2 separate regions of the Mus musculus genome follow, and region 1 is linked to region 2. Evidence: chromatin contacts called from public Hi-C data. All regions are on one chromosome and are shown on one strand. The core of a region is the stretch at or near the end of the contact, and the rest is flanking DNA. Distances in the headings are between cores, read along the strand shown.

Evidence for each region. A called contact is a pair of places that touch in the nucleus more often than the background predicts.
Region 1: a Hi-C map of B cells shows a contact between it and region 2, with 6 read pairs. The contact joins the promoter of Lamtor1 here to the promoter of Lipt2 in region 2. A contact is called at or near these places in 1 of 39 promoter capture datasets (liver), 1 of 484 Hi-C or Micro-C datasets (B cells) and 1 of 9 other capture datasets (macrophages).

What each region holds. Positions count from the first base shown.
Region 1 is chr7:101,904,238-101,910,528 of GRCm38.p6, forward strand. It overlaps Lamtor1 (late endosomal/lysosomal adaptor, MAPK and MTOR activator 1), which reads left to right and starts at 1,600. Exons shown (of 5, transcript NM_025605.3): 1 at 1,600-1,803; 2 at 5,427-5,572; 3 at 5,792-5,869; 4 at 6,183-6,291. The coding sequence starts at 1,762. It overlaps Tomt (transmembrane O-methyltransferase), which reads right to left and starts at 2,122. Exons shown (of 4, transcript NM_001081679.1): 1 at 2,062-2,122.
Region 2 is chr7:100,156,385-100,162,522 of GRCm38.p6, forward strand. Lipt2 (lipoyl(octanoyl) transferase 2 (putative)) reads left to right here and starts at 2,893. Exons shown (of 2, transcript NM_026010.2): 1 at 2,893-3,363; 2 at 3,790-4,547. The coding sequence starts at 2,898. The coding sequence ends at 4,019. Gm51452 (a long non-coding RNA gene) reads right to left here and starts at 3,792. Exons shown (of 2, transcript XR_003946658.1): 1 at 3,711-3,792; 2 at 1-1,747.

The DNA of each region.
Region 1 (6,291 bases), core at 350-2,849, 1.7 Mb after region 2:
GTTACAGAGTAAAGTCAGACTCTGTCCTTGTCTCTCAGTTACTCACATGTGGTAGAAGAAATGAACTAAAAAACACAACTATAGAATACACTGACCACCTGACTAGGGATTCCATGGTCTGGATCTTGGGCTGTTTTCTGCCCAGCTACCTATCCAAACTGAACACTAGAGTGGCACACTATAGACAATAAATATTTGGGGTATGTATTTTTTTAAGATTTATTTATTATATCTAAGTGCACTGTAGCTGTCTTCAAATGCACCAGAAGAGGGTGTCAGATCTCATTATGGATGGTTGTGAGCCACCATGTGGTTGCTGGGATTTGAACTCAGGACCTTCGGAAGAGCAGTCGGTGCTCTTAACCACTGGGCCATCTCTCCAGCCCTGGGGTATGTCTTTTTTTTTTTAATTTTTTTTAAGATTTCATTTATTTATTTTATGTAACTACATTGTAGTTGTCTTCAGACACACCATAAGAGGGCATCAGATCTTGTTACAGATGGTTGTGAGCCACCATGTGGTTCCTGGGATTTGAACTCAGGACCTCCAGAAGAGCAGTCAGAGCTCTCATCCGATGAGCCATCTCTCCAGCCCTGGGGTATGTCTTTTAAATTAAGTTTATGTGTATGAGTGTTTGGTCTGCACGTATGTGTCTGTGCACTGTGTGTGTGTACTTGCCTGCTGCCAGAGGCCAGAAGGGGCATTGTTTCTCCTGGGTCTGGAGCTATATATGATTGTAAGTCACCATGTAGGTGCTGGGAATTGAACTTGGGCCTTCTGGGGGAGCAGCAGCCAGTGCTCTTAATCACTGCGTTGTCTCTAGCCCTATGATTTGTTAATAAGTGAGTGGCACCAGATTAAGTAAAGAGAAGTGCTCAGAAGAGAATCAGAAAAGGCAATCAGGAAGAAAAGTTTGTATTGAGACTTTGAATACTCTAATCCCTGATTTGGAAAGAGAAGTGTCTGCCATCTGCCTACTCAGGCAGAATTCACCTTAGTCAAGAAACTGCCAAATACTTGAGTAGAGAGATGGCTAAACTGTGCCTGCCCCAAAGTTTGCCAATCTAACAATTCCTACGACCCTCATGGTGGAAAGATACAACCAACTCTTAGAAGTTATTCTGTGACCTCCACACTCACATACTCAAAATAAAAATACATATGCGTTTAATACTGGTAAGGCAGAGGTAAGTGGCTCTCTGAATTCGAGTTCAGCCTGGGCTACACAGCAAATTCCAGGTCAGTGAGGGCTACGTAGTGAGACCTTGGTCTCTCTCGCACACATAAAGGACAAAGAAACTAGCAAAGAGTTCTGAGTGAAGTACATCTCCCTCCAGTACGCTACTCGCCACTTGCATGGCACTTAAGAATTTATCTTGATATAGCACTGGGCCCACAAAGGTGGCCCTGACACCATGTGACCACACAACTCGTCGCACTGCACTGGCCACTAAAGCTAAGGGACGCAAGGATTCGGAGTTAGAGACTAGGACAACAAAATCATGTGACTCGCCCCGCCTGCCTTCCTATCACGTGCCGCGGGTCCGCTCACGTAGGACGCACTTTTCCATTGGTTGGCGATTGTCACGCGGCGAGGCGGGACCGGAAGGCAAGATTTGGCTGTGGCGCCGGAGCGGCTTTAGGACAGGCTAGGCGAGGGGGAGGGGAGCGAGAGGCAGCCGCGGGTCATGTGACCGGAAAGGCTCCTGACGGACGCCGTCCCTCCTCGGCGCCGCCTGAGCGCCCGGCCCGACCCCGCCATGGGGTGCTGCTATAGCAGCGAAAACGAGGACTCGGACCAGGTGCGACAGCGGCGGACGGGGTTTGGGACTGTGGGCTACGACCGCGGGGCTCGGGGCCCAGAATAAAGCCCGCAGTGGCGGGGAGCCGGACTGCAGGCTCACCGAGTACGGAGGCCTGGAGGGGACAGATTACAGAGAGGACGGCCAGCCGGGCTCCTACCCTCTTAAAGATCCTAGTCTTACTTCTGCCTAGGGTTGCGGCGGTCGCCGCCTGACTCGGCCCCTCCCCTTCCACTCTCCAGTCCCCTCGTATCTCACCACTCGAATCCTCAGACTGGGTTCTCGGGAAACATTCGCGCTCACAGATTCCTCTGTCTTCACTGCAGCTTGGCTTAGTGGACCCATTGTAGAGATAGGTAATTTGAGGCTCTCAGTCTCCCGAGATAAATCAGGAATTTCTGTGTGTTCTGTCAACTGTTCTGCCACTGTTGGCTTGGTGTCAAAAGTTGACACCAAGTTACTGTCATTTGAGTTGGCCAGTGAAGAATTAATAGAGCGAAGACATCGGGACGTTGGGGAGCAATAGAGTTTGCTTTGACCGATATAGAGGAAAGGGGATTTGATTTATGAGTTTGGTTTGCTGTTCCCTGCCTGGTGCCTGAGGGTTCCTCGAGCTAGAGAGTTCCTCTCTGAAGAATGTGATTGTAGATCTTACTCTTTTCGAGAAAGCATCGACTTGGAGAGACTTCAGTGTCTTGTTTTTAAATTTCCATCTTCCCCTTGGTGCATCTCATTCCTCTCTACTACAGTCCCTTCCCTGCCTAGACGCTTTTGAGGAGGGGAAGACTTTTGCAAGGCTGGGTGTCAGCCCCCTGGCCATTCCTCTTAACAGCTGCCTCGAAGCCTGAGCCCTGATGTCTACACACAGTAGGCACCGTGCCACAGAGAACAGTTTCACCCGGTCTAGTGGAGGATACAGTCAGAGACATAAGTGGTGTCGCTGTACTTGGGAAGGTGTTCTTCCCCCCAGTGAACCCTGCAGTTCAGGAGAATGTGATTTGTGTCGGGGTGAGTGCTTCCTGAACCTCATTCATTGCTTGACCTGAGTTTGACATGCCTGTGGCCGTAACTTTCACTTCATTCTGTCATGCTAAAGGCTAGAACTGCAAAAATAGGAACCCACCACAAAACAACAGAAAAGGAAGAAGAAGGCAGATATCCCTGCCTAACAGCAGAGTTATGGAGGGAAAGCTAAAATTCCACCTTCCTCTTTACAGATTCTCATTTCTGGCTGGTTTGGTTTGTTTTTAAAAAGGTCTCCTGAAGCCCAGACTGGCTGCAGACCTGCCATACAGTTGAGGATGACCTTGAATTTCTGGTTCTGCTTCTCCCTGAGTGCTGGGATCCTAGGCATATGTCACTCACTATGTCCAGTTTTATGCAGTCGTAGAGATCAAACCCCAGGGTCATATCCCCAGTCCCTCTTTAGGTAGGCCCTCTTCAGCATTGCCTGTCCCTGTATTAGAAGTGTAAGAATTACCTTACACCTAAGAGAGTGAGTCCCAGTACTTAGGAGGCTGACACAGAACTGCCTCAAGTTTGTGGTCTGTCTGGCTACACAGTAAGTTCAGGGCCTGTCTGTCTCAAAAAGAAAAATGTATAAGCAATAGGTCTTCAGAGGCCGCCTACGATTGCTTCATTTGACTCCTGCTAGTTACCTGTAAAATGTTTAAAGGTGAGGGAAAAGTTAGGAGGATTGAAGCAATTTAGCTAATGTTAGAAGTACTCTAGCCACGCCGGGCGTGGTGGCGCACGCCTTTAATCCCAGCACTCGGGAAGCAGAGGCAGGTGGATTTCTGAGTTTGAGGCCAGCCTGGTCTACAAAGTGAGTTCCAGGACAGCCAGGGCTACACAGAGAAACCCTGTTTCGAAAAACAAAAAACAAAAACAACAAAAAAAGTACTCTAGTCATGGTGTTCTAAGAACAAGACACATACCTTATATACTGGGACAGGCTCTGAGGTAGTGGTGGGCAGACACCTTAGGTCTGCTAAAGTCAATAATGAAATCTTGACTCAGGTTGTATTGGCTTAGGAAGCAAACCTTGATGTAAGAAACCTACCCCATGTATCACTCATTCTGTGGGTGTCAGGTGATGTCATTAACTTTTTCCCGGTGGGGTTGGGGATGACACGGCCCTATCCTGAAGGAATATTTGTCAGGAGCAGTGCTGGGGAAAGGACCGGCAGCAGCCGTGGGGGACTCCTTGTGACCACCAGCTTCCCTTAGAGACCCTTTCACCTTTGGTAAACCTTTTATCTGTCTAGCCTATTGATACTGAGGAAGGAGAAAGATAGATTGTCCAGGAACCTGAGGCAGAAGACCGTAGATGTTTCCTTCTGTCGTGGTGAACTGGGTCGAGTGGTTTGAGGACATTTGGGCAATGTAGTTCTGAGGAGGAAGAGCAAAGTGGAAAGGCTGAGCCTGTCTGGGGTGGGGCAGGCCAGGCAGGAGGAAGTAGCCATCATAGGGAGAGTTGTGAGCAGGAGAGCTGGCTCCTGTAACTGGGAAGCTGGTGGGAACTGAGACAGCCCAGGAGGACTGCTGAGACTGGCTGGCGGCCACTGGAAGTTGATGGGTCAGCACTGGCCAGCATTCCTCTCCTTCTACACACTATACTCCTTCAGAAGTTGCCATGTCCCGAGCCTTCTAGGGCCCAAATAGACTTGAATCAGGTCTGCTTATCCAGATTGCAGCTGACACAGCCAGCAGGGGTCTCTACTGATGGACTTAAGGCAGTAGATTAGAACAAGGTCTGAACCAGGACAAGGAAAGTCCAATGTTAGGAGATGTAGTTTTGGTTTAATTCTAAATTGGTTCTGGTGTTTGAGGTTGTCTGTGGAGGTTAGTAAGCAGGGTTGCTGGAGACTGGGCTGACTGGGTCAGGGAGAGTGTAGTTTGTCTGGGAGGAAGAGCTCCACTGTTCTCTCAGGTCAGCAAATCAGGAGGTAGAGGCCCGACCCTGGCGAGTACCAGGCCAGCTGGGTTCTATAGTACCCTCGCAGCCTGGGGAACATGGGAGGACTGTGCTTTGTGTGCATGTGTGTACAAAGATCCTGGAGAGAAAGGGGGGGGAGAGAGGACATTGGTGACTGTATCTCGGCTGTGGGCTTGGAGTTTCTGCACTAAGATAAAGCGAGGAATGGCAGCGTACAACTGGCCTGCTTCCTTGCAGTCCAGGGACTTATCTGGCCATGCTAGGGCCTTATGTTGTGGGTAGACATCTTTGCTGGGCAGTACTTTCCCCGGGGAACCAGGAAGGCTGTTCTTGGGCTTTTGACTTGCATTGATTTCTCCTCTAGAACCTTACTTTGATATTTTCCCGCCTTCTCCAACTTTCAGTCAGTTCCAATAGCCTTTGTCCAGAAGGGGTTGACCAGTTACTGAGGCTCCAGGAATGTCAGTGTTGCTTTGCTCCCCTCTGAATGTTTTTTAGGTTCTCTAGGTTCATCCTAGACCACCAACTGGGCCAGTCTGAGAGTGAATGTTTTCTGACTCTGCATCTACCTGGACACTTGGAGTCATGCTCATAAAAGTAGTTTTAGTATGTCAGAACCTTTGAAATGAAAGGAAGATTAGACTTAAGGCCCTGGGGCTGACTTTTCTCTACTGGCCCCTCCTAGGATCGGGAGGAGAGGAAGCTGCTGCTGGACCCCAGTAGCACCCCTACCAAAGCCCTCAATGGAGCCGAGCCCAACTACCATAGCCTACCTTCAGCTCGCACAGATGAGCAGGCCCTGCTTTCCTCCATCCTTGCCAAGACAGCTAGGTGAGTGTCACAGGACCAGGCTGGGACACAGGCAGCCAAGTTTGGAACATAGAGGATGGGACAAGGTCATTAGGGAGCGATGTCACTGGGTTCTGCCTTGTTACGGTGGGCTGGCTGAGTACTAGTGTCAGAAGGCCTTGGGATTCGCACCTAGCACTGCTTCTCGTCTGTGACCATCTAAAGCACCTGTCATGTCTTCTCTGTCTCTCCTTTTCAAAGCAACATCATTGATGTGTCTGCCGCAGACTCCCAGGGCATGGAACAGCATGAGTACATGGACCGGGCAAGGCAGTACAGGTAAGCATGGGCCAGCTGCCTAGACATCCTTCTCTAGCTCGGGAGTTTGCTCTCCAGTCCAGGCTCTTCATTTGGGTGGAGCCCAGAAAACTAGCTACAGATCACTTAAGTGCCTCAGGCATTCAAGTCGGCCCAGTTTGCCCAATGTGTTTGATCCAGGGTGATCAGGTCAAAGGAGTACAGCCAGAGTGAGTTTGGAATGAACTGTACCCTGTCACCATGATCCCTTGGCCTGAGGGAGTGAGGCTGGCCTGGGCAGGACAGGGCAAGCTTTGGCCTAATTGTCCTTCCCTGTCTCCTCCCTCTTGGCCAGTACCCGCTTGGCTGTGCTTAGCAGCAGTCTGACCCATTGGAAGAAGCTGCCACCGTTGCCATCTCTCACCAGCCAGCCCCACCAAGTGCTGGCCAGTGAGCCTATCCCC
Region 2 (6,138 bases), core at 1,643-4,142:
GACCAAAGTGTGGACACTTTGCCCCTTCTTAGAATTGGGAACAATACACCCATGGAAGGAGTTACAGAGACAAAGTTTGGAGCTGAGACGAAAGGATTGACCATCTAGAGACTGCCATATCCGGGGATCCATCCTATAATCAGCTTCCAAACGCTGACACCATTGCATACACTAGCAAGATTTTGCTGAAAGGACCCATATATGGCTGTCTCTTGTGAGACTATGCCGGGGCCTGGCAAACACAGAAGTGGATGCTCACAGTCAGCTATTGGATGGATCACAGGGCCCCCAAAGGAGGAGCTAGAGAAAGTACCCAAGGAGCTGAAGGGATCTGCAATCCTATAGGTGGAACAACAATATGAACTAGCCAATTACCCCCTCCCCCCCAGCTCGTGTCTCTAGCTGCATATGAATCAGAAGATGGCCTAGTCAGCCATCAGTGGAAAGAGAGGCCCATTGGTCGTGCAAACTTTATATGCCTCAGTACAGGGGAACGCCAGGGCCAAGAAGTGGGAGTGGGGTGGGTAGGGGAGTGGGTGGGGGAGCGTGTGGGGGGCTTTTGGGATAGCATTGGAAATATAAATGAAATAAATACCCAATAAAAAAGAAAGAGTAAATGTATCCAACTATATTTCTAACATAGCATTCTCATGACAGACAGTAGATGCATTGATGATTTTAAATTTTTTAGAGTGTCTAACACATGACAAATATTATCTAAGTGGTAACTATTATCTGTGCTCTAGAGCCATGGGACTGGCAAGGGGCAGGTAATGAGTCTAATCCAGGATAACCGAGGTAGATTAGAGTCAGCAGAGGTTCAGATGTAGTGTTGAGGGAAATAAGAGGGGGGCAGGGTGGGGAGGGAGACTCTAGGCTGAGCCTGGCGGGTGTAGATTGGATTCAGCATGCTACGAGTAAACACCTTTTACAACAATGACCTCCTTAGGTCCTGAAAATTTGGGATCATTTTAGGGGCTTGGAGGCTGCCACATGGCCTTGGTGAAGGGTCTCAGTTCAATGACACCCACAACAAATGATTTAAACGGTTGTTCTTTCATTCTGCAAATATCTACTAAGGCCCTATAGGTGTCAGACACTAGTTAGAGGAGATGAGGACCCAAGAATCAAACTGTGTATCACCTACCCCATAGGAGTGCAAACACACAGTGACGGAACAGAAGATGTACCCAGATCCCTGGCTTTCCTCCTTATTCTGCTTCACACCAGGACAAGTATTCAGCAGGAACACTGAGTTCATCTTGTGCAGGAACCAAATCGCTGCAGTTACTTTCCCCACCCTACACGGAATTATTAATAAGATTTAGGTGCTCTGGAACAGGGTTTCCCAATGTCTCTTCTTCTCCCAGAGCCTGGAGCTATCTCAATGTTTATTTTTTAAACCACATCCCCATGTTGATGACTCACAATAACTTTTGTCATCCGCTCTGAAACCTGCTATTATATATGTTTGCCCATGCCAGTCTGTCCGCCTTATTAATTCTTGGCATTGAGCCTCACTCTGGTTGGTATTCTGTTCTTCCTCTTTCTGCTTCCTGGCCCACCCACACTCAGTGTTACTGGAGCTATTAACAGTCAAAGTCCATCCCAGCACGTAGGAGGCAGAGGCAGGAGGATCTTCTGTGATGGAGGAGGGAGGGGAGAACCTGCATGGCAGAGGTGGAGGGGTTCAGAGAGTGAGAAAGTCCACAGTGCAACGATGTAGGCTCAGGCTTTAGGCCGATATCTGAAAAGGAAATAAAGAAAAGGGGAAAAAATTAGTGGTCAGTGCAGATCTGAGATTATGTCCCAGGTTAGAATACCACACCAGAGACACACAGTGTGGTTAGAAACAGGGGCTGGTTATTAAAAAAAGAAAAACACTCCCAAGAATGGGCGTGAGCTAGTGGGCTAAGTAAAAGCCTTGGGGACTGAGGGCTCAGGACCCTTTATAAGACTTTGATAAGACATCTACCTCTCCAAATTGTAGTTCTGGGGACTTTTCTGGCACATTCTCTGTTGTATAAAGCTCAGGTCAGGAAGGGTTTCTGGGCCAATTAATCACAATTAATCTTGATATTCTGGCTTCCCGTCCCCTGTCCTTCCCTCGGCTTCTGGGACTGGGTTGTATGATGACTCAAGCTGGAGCTCCCTTCAGAGATCAGGGCTTCATAATGGAAGCAACTCCTACAAAGGTAACGGTGCCTTCCCAGGAGTAGCTTGTTTTTGTGACCCATCTATGTAGGATGTCCCATTTGCTTTAATCTAGAATAATTCTAATGGGTCAGGCCAGACTCGGAGCATTCCTGGGGGATAGCTAAGGAAAGAATCTAATGCAACTATTTCTCTGCTCAACTACAGCTTCTGCCTAATCCTGTTTCTTTCAAGTCTTATATATCTTGAAGTACCTGCTACGTCCCACACCGATCCACAATAAACCTCTTTGCACACTAGTCTCCCTTTCAGTTTTCGAGGAACTCAACATATTACTGAATTCTGTTTTTCTTTCCATCATTGAGGAAAATACGTAATAAATAAATTAATTAAATTAAAAAAAAGAATTTACATGGTGAAACAGAAAGACAATTTCTGAATATTGTCAAAAAAAAAAACTTTAATATTAGCTTGTCAGCTGTGAACACCTAAGCTTCCAGGGTTGGATCTTCGTTTCTCAAATACTCTACACTGCACGGTCCAAGTTCCTGCAGAACACAGAACATACTAAAAAATGATTATTGGAATGAATGGGTGGTTAAGACCAATCCTGCCTGGACTTCGGGTCACACAGGTAGGCGGGAACTGAAGCTCCACTCGGGCTGAAGCTCAGGGGCGTGGCCCAGAGTCCCCGCCCCGAGACCCGCCAGAAGGCGTGGCCCACGCACGCCGCCTCCCGCGCGATGTCGCTGCCTGTGGTCCGGCTCGTTTGGCTTGGTCGGGTGCACTACTCGGAGCTGCTGGCGTTGCAGGAGCATTGGCTACGGCGGCTACAGGCAGACCCTCGCCCTGGGACCCTGTCGGGGACCAAAGCGGGTGTGCTCTTGGTCTGCGAGCCAGCGGGGCCCGTATACACGGGCGGGCTACGCGGTGGCCTGACACCCGAGGAGACTACGCGGCTGAGGGCCTTGGGCGCCGAGGTGCGCGCCACCGGCCGCGGCGGCCTGGCCACTTTCCACGGCCCGGGCCAGTTGCTCTGCCACCCGGTGCTTGACTTGCGGCTCCTAGGCCTGCGCCTGCGCACCCACGTGGCGGCGCTGGAGGCGTGCGCCGTGCGACTGTGCGAACTTCGGGGCCTGCAGGGCGCCCGCGCGCGGCCGCCGCCCTACACTGGCGTCTGGCTGGGGGAGCGCAAGATCTGCGCGATCGGTGAGCGCGCCGGGGCGGGACCGGGGCGGAGCCTGGGCAGGGCTAACATCGGGGAGCGCTGGGCTGGACATGAACTCTGGGCATGAGCCACTGACCTCCCTCATGGAGCTGAGACAAAAGAGTCCTCTAGTTCAGTATGAATTGCCAGGTTTCTTCCTGTGACTCATAACGGGAGACAGGATGCCAAAATTTAAAACTTCCAATGCAAACGCAATTCTTGTGTTAAACGAATCTCGAAAATAAGGGCAGCTGATGTGTAACCACAGCCCCCACCGCCATTGACTTAGCCCCCAGATCCAGTCAGTGTTCCATCCAAGTTTCAAGGGATTGTGCCCAGGCCTCCTTACCTTTCAGCCCCAGAGGGATCCTGAGGCTCCCAAAGAAGGGAAGTATAACTATGCTAAGATATTTTGGCTTGTCTTGCAGGAGTCCGCTGTGGAAGACACATCACGTCCCACGGCTTGGCTCTGAACTGTTCAACCGACCTCACATGGTTTGAGCACATTGTGCCTTGTGGACTGGTTGGAACTGGAGTCACTTCCCTGAGTGAGGCGCTTCAAAGACTTGTCACTGTGGATGAAGTAATGCCATCATTCCTTGTGGCATTCAAGGAGACTTTCAAGTGCACGTTAATCTCTGAGGACAGCCCCAGCTGAAGGACATTCATTCACCTTATCCTTGGGATGATGGTTCTACAATAGAAAGCTTCTAGTCTGACTGAGTCCCCAGAACTACTCTGATTCACTGACCATGACAGGCCCTGAGCAATTGCTAGTCTGACTGAGTCCCCAGAACTACTCTGATTCACTGACCATGACAGGCCCTGAGCAATTGCTCCCTGTATCTCCTCACCTACCTCAGACGACATTATGAAAATACTATGAAAAGTCACAGGCTACCTAAAGCATCCCCATGACCATTAACACCTGTTAATGGAGACACTCCAGTGTTATTATCAACTGCCATTTCCTAATTACTTGCTACTTTTTCAGTGCTAACAGCAATTGTATCAGTTGTATCTAACAGCAGTTTTGACTCTTAGGTTTTTTGAGTTCTGTGGGAACCAAATCTCTGTGAGGCCCAGGGAAGTGATAAAGTTACTCTTCTCAGGAGACCTGGGTCTTTCTTCAGTAAAGGAGAAAGCCTCTTCAAAAAAATAAAATAAAATAGTTTTGCCTTTCTGGGTTGAATGTCTCAAGTTTGATAATTTACCTATTTTTGCTTGAGGTCAACAGAGATGGGTTAGAGGCTTCATAAAGACAAGGTACTCCCTCCATGCATACAAAGACTAGAGAGGAAAGATTTTCCTAAGTGGGATTCCTAGATCTGTGTGCATGTCAGGCCTGCTAAGAAGCAGAAAATCTGTGATTCAAGACAGCCAAGGAACACATTACCTCAATTCTCATTGATTGGGAATTTGGAAGAAATGGACTTGGGTTGGTTGGAGTCTTACCAGAGCTTCCATTTAAAGGTCAGTTGTCATTGGAAGGCTTAACTATGCTGGAGTTCACTTTCCAAGATGGCTCACTCCATTGTGATTGCTTGGTTGCTTCTAGTTGTCGATGAAAAGCCTCAGTTCCTCACCATGCAGACTCATTAAAAAGGCTTTAATGGTTCTAAGACATTCGCCTCAATTCATTTAAAAAGGCTTTTTGAAGCAGTATGACATTAGTATTTCATAGTTTTACTGTCTTCACTGAGTCAGTGCATGCCTTATACTTTCAAGAAGCCTCACTTGACTACCCACCCCCTATCTAAGCCCGTGCCTGAAACCATGTCTGCCTTCATTTACTTGAGTTTTGACAATGGTCTCAGCCCAGGCTGACCTAGAACGTGCTATGTAGCCAAGGATGACCTTGAACTCCCCATCCTGTGTGAGCACTGACCTGTGCTATTCTGTGTGTGAGCACCGACCGGCATGTGCTATTCTGGGTCGTAGAGGATAGCTACCTGGTGGCTGACTGAGTTGACCTTCCTGAGCCACACCTTCACAGTATGAAGCAGTGTGAAGGTTTCTGCCTAGGCGAGAGAGGAGTCACATAGCCTAATGGCAGGGAGCACACTGAGATAATATTAGCACAGAGCCAGTGCTCCGCACCTGCTCTCATTATGATTGTTACAGTCTGTTCTCCGCTGATTTTTTTTTTTTTTTTGTGGGGGGAGAGGTTGGTTTTTCAAGACAAGGTTTCTCTGTGTTTAACTGTCCTAGAACTCACTCTGTAGACCAAGCTGGCCTAAAATTCAGAGATCCACCTCCCTCTGTTTCCTTAGTGCAGGCTTAAAGGTGTGTGCCACCGCTGCCCTGCCTCCGTTGCTTTTCTTAAGGGAGCTGTCCCCAGGTCCTGTAGCTTTGCCTCATGGCAGTAGGGCCTTTAAGAATAGAACTGTGACTGTCTTGTTTCCTTCATATCTCTGGCAAGCAACTGCTGAGCCTGGCATACAGGAGACCAGCCATAAAAACTGAGTGGAATTGAACCGTGTAAAGAGCCTCCCATTGTGGGCTGGGAGATGGCTCAGTGTATTAAAGCGCTTGTGGAAATGTGAGGACCTGAATTCAAGTCCCAGAACCCACATAAAAACTGGCAGGCACACAGTTAGGCCGGATAGTCTTATGTCAACTTGACACAATCTAGAGTCATGTGAGAGGAAGGTGCTGGAAATGAGAAAATGCCTCTTTAAGATCAGGCTGCAGGAAAGCCTGTAGGGTGTTTTCGTAATTAGTGATGGTTGGGGTTGTGGGGGGCACATTTTCAGATGCTATCTGTGGGCTGGTGG